Regions from separate parts of the Sus scrofa genome. Here regions 2 and 3 are each linked to region 1. The links are chromatin contacts, called in public HiChIP or PLAC-seq and promoter capture Hi-C maps. All regions are on one chromosome and are shown on one strand. The core of a region is the stretch at or near the end of the contact, and the rest is flanking DNA. Distances in the headings are between cores, read along the strand shown.

The links. Promoter capture Hi-C pulls out the DNA fragments that hold promoters and counts their contacts. HiChIP or PLAC-seq counts read pairs in DNA pulled down with a chosen protein or histone mark.
Region 2: a promoter capture Hi-C map of liver shows a contact between it and region 1, with 6 times the contacts expected there. The contact joins the promoter of WASHC4 here to the promoter of NFYB in region 1. A contact is called at or near these places in 2 of 5 promoter capture datasets (fetal skeletal muscle and liver), 1 of 47 Hi-C or Micro-C datasets (heart right ventricle) and 1 of 2 datasets of contacts at active chromatin or transcription factors (alveolar macrophages).
Region 3: a contact with region 1 is called in an H3K27ac HiChIP or PLAC-seq map of skeletal muscle, with 4 times the contacts expected there. The contact joins the promoter of SLC41A2 here to the promoter of NFYB in region 1. A contact is called at or near these places in 1 of 5 promoter capture datasets (liver) and 2 of 2 datasets of contacts at active chromatin or transcription factors (alveolar macrophages and skeletal muscle).

What each region holds. Positions count from the first base shown.
Region 1 is chr5:80,331,413-80,336,566 of Sscrofa11.1, forward strand. NFYB (nuclear transcription factor Y subunit beta) reads left to right here and starts at 3,101. Exons shown (of 8, transcript NM_001144930.1): 1 at 3,101-3,637; 2 at 5,062-5,147. The coding sequence starts at 5,142.
Region 2 is chr5:79,472,006-79,477,159 of Sscrofa11.1, forward strand. WASHC4 (WASH complex subunit 4) reads right to left here and starts at 2,650. Exons shown (of 34, transcript XM_021092625.1): 1 at 2,496-2,650. The coding sequence starts at 2,556.
Region 3 is chr5:79,591,095-79,596,248 of Sscrofa11.1, forward strand. SLC41A2 (solute carrier family 41 member 2) reads left to right here and starts at 2,819. Exons shown (of 12, transcript XM_005664183.3): 1 at 2,819-3,107.

The DNA of each region.
Region 1 (5,154 bases), core at 1,851-4,350:
CGTCATGGCTCAGGGGAAACGAATCTGACTAGTATCCATGAGGACGTAGGTTCGATCCCTGGCCTTGCTCAGTGGGTTAAGGATCTGGGGTTGCCGTGAGCTCAGATCTGGCCTTGCTGTGGCTGTGGCGTAGGCCAACAGCTACAGCTCCAATCTGACCCTTGGCCTGGAACCTCCATATACCATGGGTGTGGCCCTAAAAAAAAATAATGTTGCTGAATTATGACTCCTGCATATGGTGGTATAAGGGGCAGTTGCAATATACAGATTAGGGAAGGAAAAAAGACAATCAATTGTCTTCTGACTTTTAATACAAAGTCTAGGTTAGTCTAGATAATGTCTCTTCCAAGACATTAAATTGTGATCCACATCTCTCAGTTTCACCATGGGGTCATGAAAAATGGGAACACTTACTGGCTTAATGAACACATGTTGCTGGGGCAGGTTCACCTGGGATCAACAGCAGAGGGTGTGTGGACTGGGTTTCCAGTCTCCTGAGTTACCTCCTGGGGTAAAGAGAGTGCTTTATTTACCTTTGTAGCCCTGGGGCTCCTAGCACAGTGCTTGGTAGACACTAGAGGGGCTGAACAGTTCTTTCTGTTGGATCTAAATTAAGCACATAGACTAGACCCATGGAATTGAAATAATACCATATTAACTCAGGAAAAGTCGGCTATCTTTGTGTTTTTTGTTTGTTTGTCTTTTCTAAGGCCGCATCTGCGGCATATGGAGGTTCCCAGGCTAAGGGTCTAATGGGAGCTGTAGCTGCCAGCCTACACCACAGCTCATGGCGACACCGGATCCTTAACCCACTGAGCGAGGCCAGGGATCGAACCCGCAACCTCGTGGTTCCTAGTCAGATTCTTTAACCACTGAGCCACTACGGGGAACACCATATCTTTGCATTTTTTGGTTCATCATCCAGTGTGTGGATTAGTCATACTTCTCCCTGTTCTATGACTTCTCAAAGGCTCTTTTCTGCCTTTGAGAGCATCATTTCACTCCCCAAACTCCACTTTATGGGTAATCATAAAGAAAGGGAGGAGTTAAACACAGGCCAGTTTACTCCTTTTTTTTTTTTTTTAGCATAAAAGAGTTTTTTAAAAGTTTGATAACGATCGAAATTCATGTGATAAAAAGATCTTAATGGGCCAACTTTTTTAGGGCTTTCTATGTGCATTTACTTTAAATGACTTCCAAACCATCCTAAGAAGGAGTTAGGAAGTCCCCATTATAAAGGTAAGGAAACGATCAGAGAGGTGAATTTGGCCAGGGCCACTGAAGCCAGTAAGTGGGGGAGCTGGAATTCAAATCAGGTTGTCTGATCCCATTGTGGCATTGCTATTTATTTCTCTTGGAATATCTGGAGGCTTTCATTGGTCTTTGCTTCCTTATTTGCTCGGGAAATGTGAAAATATGCGGAGAAACAGTAGGAGCTTTATAAATAAAACATGGCTATATATTTTTAAAAGATTAAAGCTGGAAAGTTTAATGTGGCACCGGGCCACTTGTTTAGTGGAAGTAAAGGGAACGATTCCCGGCTCTGGTTGCAAAAATCCTGCCCCCTTTGTAGTGTGTGGTGTCTGGCTCACCGCCCATCTGTGAGAGTCACAGCCGAGGGAAGTCCTACACAGACGCAGTCAGGGAAAGACAGGCAGAGAGCCTGGTTGCGCGGAGGCAAGAAGGGGCCATGGATTCTGGCAGCTCAAATATCATCTGGTTGGGAAAAGCCACATGGCATGTCGCAAATACTGTGCGGGTGGGGCATATGCAACATTTTAAGCTGGGGTGAAGGCTGGCTGGACTGAGCAGGTTGTTAAACCTAAAGCAGAGGATTGTATCTTTAGGTGAAATCTGAAAAAACGAACGGGGAGCTCGGTGACCGAGAGGGAGCGTTGTGCATGTGGCAAACTTAACAGGGGCACAAGGCGAACAGCTGGCGCTGAAAGCATACCAGGAGGTAATCGCCGTTCAGATCCACCCTGTAGCTCGAGTGTCGCCTGGCCGGCAGCTTTTGCCCTTGGTTTCCCCTTCTTAAAACTCGAGGCGCAGGCAGGCTGCACTTTGGCGGGTGAGACACTTCCACGTGCGCCAGGGGAGGGGATGGAAAAGAGAGGGAGAGCTGAGAAATCATGCGCAAGACGTGGGGAAAATACCGCGGAAAGCCCGCACTGACCTTAGCACCGAGCCCCAGCCCTAGTCCCTGCCGAGGAAAAAGCCACCCGCGGGCTCCGCTCGCGCCGCAGGACCGACTCGCGGCGGCCTGCAGCGGGCTCTGCGGGCTGCTCAGCGCACGGGGCGGGGCTGGGGGCGGGGCCGTGCCGGGGCGGGGCCGCGCCGGGCGGGCGCGCGGGAGCTGCGGAGGGAGGGTGTCGCGCCGAGGGAAGCGGCCCGCGGCGGAGGGAGGGAAGGCCGAGTCCTGGAAGCGGAGCTCCGCGCTGGGACTGGTTCCTTCGCAGCCATTTTCTGTCCAACCAAACAGCCGATTGGAGACGGGAGCCAACCAGGGCTGCATTGGAGGTTTGTGTCTCGCTTCGGCCAATGATCGCTCCTAAACCGACTCCACTTTAGCTCGAATGAAATGTCCGTCTCCTCCCGGCGCCGTCCCCGCCGCCAACGCCGCCGCGGCCGGGGGCACTTGGCTCACTCCCGCCTGCCCGCCCTCCCGCCCGGGCCGGGGCCGGGGCCGGGCCGGCGCCTGCGAGGCCTCCCCCGCTGCGGGCCCGGCTGGGAAGCGGGCGCTGGGCCGCGGCGCGGCTCTTTGTGCGCCCGGCCGAGGAGCGGCGGGACGCGGGCCAGGCCGCCTCCTGCTCGCCGCCGCCGACCTCCGGGCCCGAGGCCGAGGAGGGGGCGCCGGGGCACCGTCGGGCCCCGCTCTCGGTGGCGTCCGGGCCGGCTCCATTTTGTGTGGCGAGCCGGCTGGGGGCGGGAGGATGCAGCCTGGACCCCCGGCCCCGATCCTCCTCCTCCGCCGCGCGGGGGCTCCCGGGGAGCGCCCCTCTTCCGCCCGCCACTCCGCGGGGGCATGGCAGGGCCGGGCCGCTTTGTCTGCCCCGGCACCCCGGGCGCCGCGCGGCGGGCGGGCGTTAGGCGCGGGCCCCGGGCCTGAGCCGGCCGAGTAGGGGGGATGCCTGCCCGGGGTGTCCGCGCCGCCCAGGCGGGACCGACAGGTCGGCCGGGCGGACGGTGGGACCCGGGCCAGCCCGCGCACCTTCGTGGGGAGGAAGCGAGGTCCCCGGGAGGAAGGAGTGGATTTGGTTTCCCCGCAGTCTGGTTTACGCGTATAGAATGCAGCCATCTGGCGGCTTGCGGTCCCTGGACTTGCCCCGAAGGTGGGAAGGAAGCCTTCCGGATTGGACTAAGGTTTTAATCTTCGGTGGGAGGCGGGGAGGATATACCGGGCCTCAGGAGTAGTCTTGGAGAACAAAGAATTAGAAGAGCACCTACAAGACGAAATCTCGCCCAGAGTACTCTAAAAGATGGTTTAAGCAAGGTTAAGTAGCATATGACCTTTTAAAAAATAGCATCCCAGCCTGCATGGACTGCACGGTTCCGTGCCACGAGTCACTGGGGTGGTTTCGGCTCTCTTGTATGGAGACAAGTCAGAAATACAAAGTGATGAGGTGAACTGATCAATGTAAGTGGCATTAACAAATAGGGGGTTTTATTAGTAAAGTTTAACCAAAATTCCTTAAGAGGCAATTATTCCGTTCTCACTCTGCTCCCGTAGTTCAATTTAAGGCTTATATTGGTGCAAAACTCTGGTTGTTGATGCCAAAGAATGGAGGGTGGAGGAAGGGTCTGCTGCTTTTCTTGGATACAGATTTCTTTAAACATTAAACATATGTATGCATTGCCTTGAGCTTTCACATATATCATAACCTGCCTGTAAGAAAATATATACCATGTGAGGTGATAGTGTTTCTCTTTAATATATTGAATCTAAACATATACTGACTCAACTATTTGGGTGAGTGATTGTGGTGAGGTGTGGCACCACCCCAACCCCCAGCAAAAATACATAAATATAGACAGCTCCTGTATTTTAAGTGTTCTGAGGATCTCTCTCCTCCCCCCACGGCACCTTTAAAAAATGACACTTCTAGCTACGAGGAAGGAATTTTCTGGGCAGCTTTGGGGTTAGAGTGAAGATGATATTTGGAAAGAAATTAGAAATTGCTTTTGGGATTACAGAACAGTAGACAATGTCAGCCAGTCTTTGCTGCATGGACCCTTGTAGTAGCATTTGAAAATTCAATTTGGTGGTTAGAGTTTTTTCTGTTTGCTAGATTTCATGCTTGAATGCATATCAGTATTTTGTCTTCTTTTAAAAATTAGCACAGAAAGGATATGTCTTTGTCTCCCCCCCCTTTTTTTCCCTTGAAAAAAGGGGAAGAGCAAATGAGAATGGAAATTGTAACATCGTAATTGATGCCAATTTATTCAACTATTTATGCCTTACAGTGAGAATGAAGTGCTATTGAGATGCAATTTTAGTCCCAAATGGTGATGCTTTAAAATAATACAGGTCTTAATTGACTGTATTCTCTTTCTCTGGATGTTCTCTGGGCAACATGTATCTTCTTCCCGCTATAATCTGAGATATTTAATTGGAAAGCATTATATCCTGAGATAAACTTGTCTTCCCTTTTGAGCTTTTGAACCCTAAATCTCACTCTAAAACATAAGGAAAGCCATCAGTAAAAATTAAGTTGATAAGTGGGATATTTGTGTCTTGGGTGTTGATATGTAATTTTTGGCCTCTTGCGTATTATATAATTTGGTGTGTTGTGATGAATATTTATGATGAACATGACTAAATATAGGGCTTTGTTGGAAAAGCCGTACTTCCCCCAATAGCATGAACTTTTATAAGTCCTCCAAAATACGTCTCCCAATTTAACAAACATTTATTGGGTGCTTGCTTTTTGAACCATTTTAGAGCCATGCAGTTCATTAAATAAGAATAGTAGGTAAAATTATACATGCCTTTTTAAATTTTACTAGGAAGAATGCCTTTGGGCTATAGTTTTACACTACTGATAGATGTTTGTCTTCTAGGTTGAAATTGGCAAAGATCAGACACCTTTTTAGACAGGTGTTCTGGAGTAGCACTGACAACACGGTTCACCCAGTATTTCATGACAGTAAGTA
Region 2 (5,154 bases), core at 1,400-3,899, 860 kb before region 1:
AGTAAAATCATTTTAGATAGACCTGCTTCATCATAATAATATTCCTGTAATGCCCAAAATTTATCAAGTTATTTTGTTTTAATTATTGATCACAGTAAGAGTTGGGAAAGCCAGTAAAGAACACTGGGTACAGAATATTGTGGTGATATTTACAGAATTTACACATAAATAGATGACTCTAGGCACTCCTTGGAATAAACTGAAGAAAGGTATACTTATTAATCAAAATTAATGAAAGTAAATATTCCACCTTATGCATAAGAATTCACTATTTAGTCCAAAGGCAGCAAATTTGATTCCAAGTTTCTTTTATTGATATGAATAACTTTATTCAATTGTTGTCTCCCAAAAAAAGTAAAATTTTCTCTCAAATTATCAATGCTAAGCAACTCTAAGTATGTCCTACTTAGGATATAGACCTAGATTCATACTCTTCTTCTATTTTCAACTAATGCTCCCAATCAAGTGGGTTAAGTTAGTTCATTAAAGTTCTTATCTCATTATAGCATTAATCTAGGCAATTCTGGAAAACAATTCGTCTACATATGATTCATAGTCCAAAAATTAATGAAAACCAGGTACAGAGAAAAGAGGTCTTCTCTTCCCTACAGCTTAAATTTTAAAAACTGCCTAAGATTCTCATAATCCCAAGTATGGGTCTAATTGTCTGTTACATGGGAAATGACCGAAGTTGCATTTAACCAGCAAATAAGTTCTTAATGACATTGCTAAAAAAAAGTGCCAATCAATTATTCATTTAGGAGTTCTCATTGTGGCTCAGTGATAACGAACCCGACTAGTATCCATGAGGATGCAGGTTTGATCCCTGGCCTTAGTGCGTTAAGGATCTGGCATTGCCATCAGCTGTGGTGTTGGGTGCAGATGTAGCTTGGATAGAGCATTATTGTAGCTGTGACACAGGTTGGGGGCTGCAGCTCAGATTCGACCTCTAGCCTGGGAACTTCCACATACCACAGGTGCGGCCCTAAAAAGAAAAAATGTCCATTCAGCCTGTTTGAGAATTCATAAAATAACAGGCAAGAGAAAATCTGTAATAATATTAAAGTTCCTTACTGATAACAGTTTTAAAACTGATAAGAGTGATTCGAAAGAACTCCACAGTGATTCTTCGAGAGTAAAATTCTATTTACATGCTTATCTCTTCCAAAAGACTGAATTCCTCGTTTTATCTTTGTATCCCTAATATCTACCATAGGTGCTGGTATGCGGAAAATGCCTGCGTGAATCATTTTCAAACCCCAATCATACTTTCATTCCACTATTTTGCAGACACTAGACTAGGGAGTCTCTGTCCGTAAAACTTCATACATGACAAGGTGCAGTTCACTTTAACAGTGAATATAGAATCTTCCCCATAAAAAAGTTAAAGAATTTTGTTATTACCAACAGGTCTGGTTTTTCACGGTGCATAAGAGCTAACAACTTACAGAATGTTTTGTGAAAAACCGAATCCTGAATTAAACTCAGACCGCTTTGAGTAGTTAATAAAACCTAATTATATCTAATTTGTTTTTGTAAAATTATGCAAAAATCACACGTAATCTTTTAAAATTATGTTCACCTTCTGAAAAACCTACATTAAAAAAAAACATTCTAGCAGTATGTCCCAAAATCTCTTTTATCACCTATAAAAATTAATACCACCAATGGCAAGAAACAGGTTGCCAATTTGTATTCATCTTAAGCAGCGTTTCACCAAAATAATTTGGCATCTAAACTTTGCTCCATGAAACTGAATTTGTTAAGTTTTGGGGGGTTAGACTTATAAGGTAAAATGAGACAACTCAATTTTACATAGTAAAAGCTGAAGTAGACTTACTATAATTTCTGAAACCTTTCTAGGTGCGCTGAAAACTACAGGACAACACTGAAAAAGACCACTTAACATAAATAAAAGACCTCGAGGGAGATAAACTGACATTCGCGTGTATATATTTTACCGCGTGAAGAGTTCTTTTTCACTATCTTCTACAGTAATAATAATATGAATGAAAAAAAACACTCAAACTTCCACAAGTTGGTTTGGGAGGAAAAAGAAGAAAAACAGGAAACCGAAACAGGAACCCGGACTTCAGCCTCACTTAGAACTGAACGTTCTGAGGATCTGGTTAAAGCCCCAGAGGCCAGAGTCGCGGCGGCCTCCCCTCCCCGGGGTCCTGGCCTCCCGGGCGCGCCCCGTCAGGGCCCGCGGCTGCACAAAGTGGACGCCGCGCCCACTGGCCACTGCGGTCGCCCCAGGACAGTCACCGCCCAAATAGCCAAGCCCTGGCCTGGCCAGCCTGAGCCACCATCGCGTGGACTCCCAACCCCGAAAGTTACGTTTGGAAGGCGTCCCTCTCACACCCTAAGGCGCAGAAAGTATCCCGAACCCGGGGGCTACGCGCCGCTCCAAGAGCCCTCCTGCACAAGCGCTGCCCTGGCTGAGGCGGGATGGGGAGCGCCCACCCGCAGTCCTTGCCCTGCCGCTCCCTTACTCTGTGAGCCGTCGTCAACGCGGTCGAACTCCCAGTCCGGGGACAGCGTCTCTACCGCCATCGCACCGGCGCCTCCCACAGTCACAGCCCCAACCAGCCTGAGCTACAACGGCGGCCTCACCCCGGCGGCTGTCATAGCACGTGACTTCCGGCCCGGGCTCCGCCCCTCGCTCGCAAGGGCCAGCCGGGCCCAATGCCCCTGCCGGGCCGCGGGGACCGCTGGGAAAGCGAGTCCTCCGCGGTGGCAGAAAGCGATGGCCATGGCGGCGGCGGCGGTGCTTGCGGTGTCCTCCCGCTGCTACTTCGGCCTCGCCACCATTCAGTTCATGTCTCACGCCCCATCGTTATCTTCACTTTCGCTCTACTGTCTCCAAGCCATTTTTATACCAGGGGAATTTATCCCCCAGTCTAGCCTGAAAAGCACAAAATTGATGGAGCGGCGGCTGAACAAGAAGGTGTGGTCCTCGAGGACGTGGCTGTCCAAGCGCTTCTTCCAAGAAGCCCGTACAGCCAACGCCTTCCCGGTCGCCCCTGTCGGAGCTCTTTCAGCTCTTGTCCTGCACACCTTTTCTTGAGTTGGAGGGGGGGAAGGTGTTCAAGAGAAGGGGTTACTTTATGAACACTTAAGCGAGGAATTTTACTTCTCTGCTTATCTTGTTCTCTTGGGCTCTCTACCCACCTCCTCTAAAAAGGCAGGGCGGGGACGACGGAGTGGAGAAGAAAAGCTGTTTTGAGTTCTAAAATGCGCCTACCTACCAAGTGGCTTTTTGGTGATCAGATCTATGTTACCCAGTAATGCTGCATGTGTACAGGTAATTGCATGGCAGTGTTCACTACGGCATGGTTTTTAATAGTAGTAAGGAGATTTAAATGTCAATCAATAGGGAGTAAATACATAAAGTTTAATATGTGCATACTACGAAATGCTAGATCGGTGTTAAAAGAAATGAAGTAGATTTATAGAGACACCAGAAACTGACAGAAGGTAGCTGCAGAATAATGTGTATTTGTGGTTACATTTGTATTTTTCTACAAACGTGTACTTGCATGTGTGCATGTAAATACTAAGAGAACTCAAATCACTCTCAACAGGAAGTCAACTGGAAAAGAGTAAGTGTTGGTTATTAGTGAATTTTCAAGTTTTATTGTGACTACCTATGTCTTTAATTTTTAACAATAGGAATTTTTTTAATGTCTTCTGTAATCTTATAAAGGACCAAAAATAATTAACTTTATCAAAGCAAGTAAGCAGTTTCTTGAAGAGTTTTCCCTGAGGCCGGTGAATCTACAGTAGGTCAAATATTTGAATGCCCACTATGTACCAGACACAATCCTAGATGCAGAGATTATTATGAAAAAGCAGATGAGAAAAGTGGATCCCACCCCCATGGGGTGCTTGATGTCTTCTTGGGCATTTTAGAAAAGAAAAGAGGAAGAGGAGTTCCCATCGTGGCGCAGTGGTTAACGAATCCGACTAGGAACCATGAGGTTGCGGGTTCAGTCCCTGCCCTTGCTCAGTGGGTTGGCGATCCGGCGTTGCCGTGAACTGTGGTGTAGGTTGCAGACACGGCTCGGATCCCACGTTGCTGTGGCTCTGGCATAGGCCGGTGGCTACCGCTCCGATGAGACCCCTAGCCTGGGAATCTCCATATGCCGCGGGAGCGGCCCAGGAAATAGCAACAACAACAACAACAAAAGACAAAAAGACAAAAAAAAAAAAAAAAAGAAAAGAGGAAGAAAACTTGAAAATAGCAGGTAACATCAGTACCTAACGGCTGGCACACTTTTTTCCTTTTACTACCCATGTGATCATGAGTTTGACTTTGCTGTATTCTTCACATTTGTCTTAATCACTGTAATTAATCTCCCAATAGCTCATTATGATACATTGAAATCACAAGTCAGAGCAATTTGAATCTGCATATTCACTAATCTATTAAATCAGGGCAACAGGAAGTGTAATGTAGTAATTAAAAGCACAGATTCTACAGTCAAATTGTGTTGATCCGAATCATAGCTCTGCCACTTACTAGCCATGGGATATTGGGCCAAATAATTTAATCTCTGCCTCAGTTTCCTCATTTGTAAAGTGAGAATAATAATGGTAAGCTCTTAAAGGATTATTATAAATGCTGAGGTCTTAGTGAACTTATTTCTTTTTTCCTTTTCTTTCTTTAGGCTGCACTTGCAGCATGCAGAAGTTTCCCAGGCCAGGGATCGAACCAGTGCCGCAGCTTCAGCCTATGCCACAGCTACGGCAACATCAGGTCCTTAACTTGATGTGCCATAAGGGAACTTCCTGAACGTATTTCTTAATGTACATTTAAAATATGTTTCCTACAATAGGAAAATCTCTGGTGAAAGCTCACTAAAGACATTTTTCTTAGTAATTTGTCGGAATACGATGTGTACCTGTCAAGAAGATACCCAATCTGTTCATTCATATATTTCTTTACAAAATAATCTAACCTGGAAAAGAATCTGGGTCTTCCTAACCATACCATTTTACTATAGACCCATGAGAGATCTTTTCTCTCCATTGTCCACACACTGAGTGAAGTTCCTCAAAACCTGTCTGATCAGAGAATGTTCTACTTTAAGTCCTTCAGTGAATCCCATTGTCCTTGGCATGGAGTTTATGCTTCACAGGATATAACAT
Region 3 (5,154 bases), core at 1,569-4,068, 740 kb before region 1:
CTTTTCTTCACCTTCCACTTGCAAAGATCAAGTCTTTACTTTTTTTTTTTTCTTGGTTATTTTTCTTTTTAGGGCTGCACCTTTGGCATTTGGAAGTTCCCAAACTAGGGGTCGAATGGGAGCTGTAGCTGCCAGCTTATGCCACAGCCACAGCAATGTGGGATCTCAGCCACATCTGCAACCTACGCCGCAGCTTGCAGCAATGCCAGATCCTTAACCCACTGAGCAAGGCCAGGGATCAAACCTGCATCCTCGTGGACACTGTGTTGCGTTCTTAACCCACTGGGCCACAGTGGGGACTCCATGTCCTTACAGTTCTAACCCTGTTCTATTTCTTTGATCCACCATCTCCTAATCCGCATTGCCTGTAAGCTGGTCTTCGCACTTCCTTTATAGCTCAGTTCTTATTCCTGCTCCACACTGCAGCCGGAAATGTCTTTTACAAATACGGATTCTCATCATGTCCAGATGGACCCTTTCCAACTCTTCAGTGGCTTTTTTTTTTTTTTTTTGTCTTTAGGAATAAGTCCAAAGCCTTCATCATGGCCCTCAAGGCGCCCACCTTCCTCTCCCGCAGAGCTAGCCACCTCATCCCAGCCACAGGGGCCCTGTCCCAAGGCCTCCACAGGTGGAACCCCTTCCCACCAAAGGGCTTTCAAACCTGCAGTTTCTGCAGCTTCAAGGGCACACTCCTTACCCCACCCCCTTCCCTTTGTTGCCAGGACTACTCTTCTTTATTTTTCCAGGCTCCGATTAAATATCATTTCCTCAAAGAGATCTTTCTTATCCTTTAGAACAGGCAAGTCCCTTTGTTACACATTTTCATAACTCCCAGGCTTTTTTCAAGCAATCATCACAACAGTGATTACTACATATCCTCAATTCTAAGTCACTTGCTTCACATTTGAATTTGCCAGCTGTCAGGCAGAAGATGAAGAATCAAAGTGATCATTGTTGCCAGCACATGTTGGCACCTAATTTTTCAGAAGAGGGTGTCACTTCACCAGCTTCCACCTTGAGTTATTTTCAGAATTCAAATTTAACTTAAATATGAATTCCAACTTGAAGCTTAAAATATCTAAATACTCTAGGTTGCAGCATACAGAATGAAGAGCACTGCATGAGTAGAAGGTTGCCACATGCCGACTAATGAAATCCAGGGCACTGGAAACCATCATCTTTCAGAAAAAAATGCTGGTAGAGTTTTCAAAACCTGTAGAGGGTTTCCTATATATGGAGGTTTGTGCAGAAATCTTTTTTTTTTTTTTTTTTGTCCTTTTTTGGCTGCACCCGAGGCATATGGAAGTTCCCAGGACAGGGAGTGAATCCGAACCACAGCTATGACCAGTGCCATGGCTGTGGCATCGCTGGATCATTAACCCTTCGCACTGGTCCAAGGATTGAACTGGCATCACCACAGAGACAAGCCAGATCATTAACCATTAATCCACTGTGCCACAGTGGGAACTTCTGGTGCATAATTTTTAAAATGATAGTCTCTCTCTTAGGAGAAGAGCCTGAGGATGAAAACCTTTGTTTTGGTTAGTGGAATACCACTGGAGTACTGCCCATTACCGGAATCACCTGCAAAAGATGCTCCAAAGACAGCTGTTAAATAAAATAAATGAGTTCTCAGCTTCACTTTGCAAACCTTGGCTCACTTTAACCTATATTTAAAAATAAGCATGGGCAATCTTGAAAAGTCTGGCCTTCCAGCCACTTCCACAGGTCCCATGCACTTTGCTTGAACACTGCCAGGAGCTGCCCTAAATCTCATCCCCTTGGGGGGCTTCTCTCTTCTCTCCTCTCCATGGCCCATTCTGTGCTGCTCTGAAGAAAGGCATACACAGTTTAAACCCTGGTCTGTGAGAACGAAACATGAAGCCAGCCCAACAGGAGGCCCCTGGTCTTGAGGCAGGAGATAGGTCCCAGGCGGAGCAACTGGAATCTGTCCCCTGAGGACAGATACTTCACGATAAAAATTACGGCAGGAGCTGCATCCTTCTTGGATAAAAGATAAAATATTTCTCATTGTCGAGGTAAAGGAGACCTCCTGAACTACACATGTGCAAGAAGGGAGGTGGGCACTAGGCCATAATGCAGCCTGTTAACTTCCCAGAGACCCTTGAGCTAGGATCCATACTGGCTAAAAGATAGGCGTGAACGTAGGGTAGGGCCCTGAGTCAGGCCAAATATGGATTCAAGGTCAGGCAAAGCAAGGTGATTGGCCAGAGAAAGCCCAGAAGGACTGCCCCCATTCAAGAGATTTGGACGTGCTGCTCTCTTTCTGTTGGTCTCCCGCCCCCTCCAACTCCCTAGCCCATCTTCTCCCTTAATAAAACACCTCATTTGCCTCACTACTCTCAGTGTCTTCGCTGAATTTATCGCCAAAGACACAAGGAATGGGGACCTACATCAAACCCGGCCCTTGAGGTCTAGTGGTTAGGGTTCAGCACGCTCACCTCTTAGCCAACAGACAACAGTTTGAGAACAGAAATCATGAGTCACGGATTTGGGGGTTTGGTCCTAGGAGCAGCCAGAGATGTGGATCTGCTGGGGTCAGAGGGGATGGTGTGGGCTGGCAAAAAAGGAAGGCCACAGCCCTGCTCTGCTCAGTTGGCTCCCCTGAAAATTCCCCTCCGGCTCTGCTCAACAGGGTTCCGGGCAGGCTTCGGTCAGGGTGCGGCGAAGGGTCCGGGAGGGGCGGCGCTGGCGCTCCCGGTTGCCGCCCCCGCGGCCACATCATCAGGCGCTCGCTTCCCCCTCCGCGGAGATGGCTGCGCGTGCGCGGGGCGGCCGCGCGGGGGCGGGGCGGGGCAGGGCGGGCAGCGGGGAGCCCGCGGGCCACGGGCGCCGGCTCCCCGGCTGTCAAGCGCGCGGCCGCGACGGCGCGAGGAGGCAAGCGAGACGAAGGAGCCGGGGGCCGGGCAGCCGCCGCCGCCGCCGCCTCGGGGCCTAGGTGAATGCCTCTTCCATCCTCCGACCCGCGTGCCTTGGTCGCGTCTGAGGAGGCAGGGTCCCCTCGCCTCGCACCGCGCTCGGGGGCAGGTGTTAATGGAGGGAAAGTCTCGGCTTTGGCCGCCGCGCCGGGTTCGGGCGCATCCCAGGTACCGGAGGGAGGTGCGTCGGGGCCGGGCTGGGGACCCAGGGACCGGGGCGTGGGGACGCGGGGGCGAGGGGAGCGACCGAGCGGCTGGGCCCGCCAGAGCCACTGGGTTCCCTCCCGGCCCGTGGGCAGCGCCCGAGCCCCGCGGCGCGGCGGCCCCAGCGCGGGCGGGAGGGCGGGCTGGCCCTGGGCGCCCGCGGCGGAGCCGGGCAGCAGCCGTGAGTCGTCCTTGGCCCTGACACTGGACCAGGCAGCGGGGGGTAGCTGAGTGATGGGTGGAAGGTGAGTACTGATGGAGACGCTGAGGCAGGCTGGGGCGCACCCCAGATCCACGGCTCCAGGGCTCACAATTGCTCCGAGTCACTCTGTGCCACCATTCCTTTATTTGTGTGTGTGAAGTATATTTCAGGAAATAACCAACCCCCAAAACGTTTATTTATAAAGAGATTACATATATGTACGTAATACATATGTAGGTAGAGTACATGTATATGCTATCTCTTTCTCTAGATGAACAAATTTTTTAAAAATTGAGGTATGCTTCACATACCATGAAATTCATCTGTTTAAAGGGCGACCTTTAGTACTTTAACCAAGTTGTGCAACTATCACCATTATGCAGAACTTTTTCATCTCCCCCAAATAAAACTCTGTACCCCTTAGCAGTCGCTCCCCATTCCCTCCTTATCCCACCCCTTGGCAACCACTGACCTCCTTTCTGTTTCTATGGATTTGCCTATTCTGGAAATTTCGTATAAATGGAATTATACAATATGTGGCTTTTAGTGTCTGGCTTCCTTCATATAGTCTGTTTTCAAGGTTCATATCCATGTGTAGCATGTATCAGTATTTCTGCTTTTTTATGGTTGGGTAGTATTCCAATGTATTGATGTACCACAATATCACATTTTTTGTTTATCCATTTTCAGTTAGTGGACATTAAGAATGTTTCTGCTTTTTGGCCGTAATGCTGCTTCGAACATTAGTGTGAAGGTTTTTATGTGGGCATATGATTTCCATTCATTTGGGTCTATATATTTACCTTTTTCAGAAACTGTGAAACTTTTCCAAAGTAGCTAGCTGTATCATTTTACATTCTCATCAACAGGGTATGAAGGTTCCAATTTCTCCATGTCCTCACCAACACTTGTTACTATTGGGTAACTTTTATTATAGACGTTCTAGTGGGTGTGATGTAGTATTGATTTGCGTTTCCTTTATGATTAGTCGTGTTGAGCATCGTTTCATGCGTTTATGGGCCATTCGGATATCATCTTTGGGGAAATGTCTATTAAGATCTTTGGCCAAAATTTAATTGGGTTATTCATCTTTTATTGTTGAATTGTATTGTTCATTTGCAGGAAAAAATTCTAGCTTTGGGGGGCTAGCCCTGACTGAAAAAGCCAACCAACCTGTTACCAATCAGTATAATGCTTCTGGTTGGGGGAAGTGAATAAGTGCCATTTAAGTCTTTCAGGATACACTAACTGTCAATTATTGGGCCTCTTACTGCCCATTTACCCTTTCTGGTATTTTGAGGAAAGCCACAAAAAGTGCGTTCATGACCAGAGCCAAGAGAGACCACACACAGCATTTTCATATATCCTATGCCTGGTTTGAAAAGTCCCAGTGATTGCTTTAATTACAGATAATTTATTTTGGTGGATAGCTAAGCAAACTAATAAAAAAAGCAAACTCCAATTACTCAATTAACATTTCATATACTTCTCAGGCAAAGTGGGAGCTCTTATTAGCCTAAGTTTGTATAGTCTTTATTATTCATATTTGGGTGGCAAATATTTTTCATGGAGCTGAAGTTAAGAGCTACTTGCAGCTGAATGAATGCTGCTCTGCCTACTTTGTAGTTGATTTCTGAGTGCACACAAATGTAGCATCAGCCTCAGGTCTTTCATACAAAAAACTCCTGAAAAAGGCATGATGCTTGCCTCCCAGTAATTCAAGCTCATTTTTCTATTACTGTAATGTGGCTGTTCAGATTATACCACCACATTTCAGAAACGTTATGGAAAATAAAATTAAAGATCTCC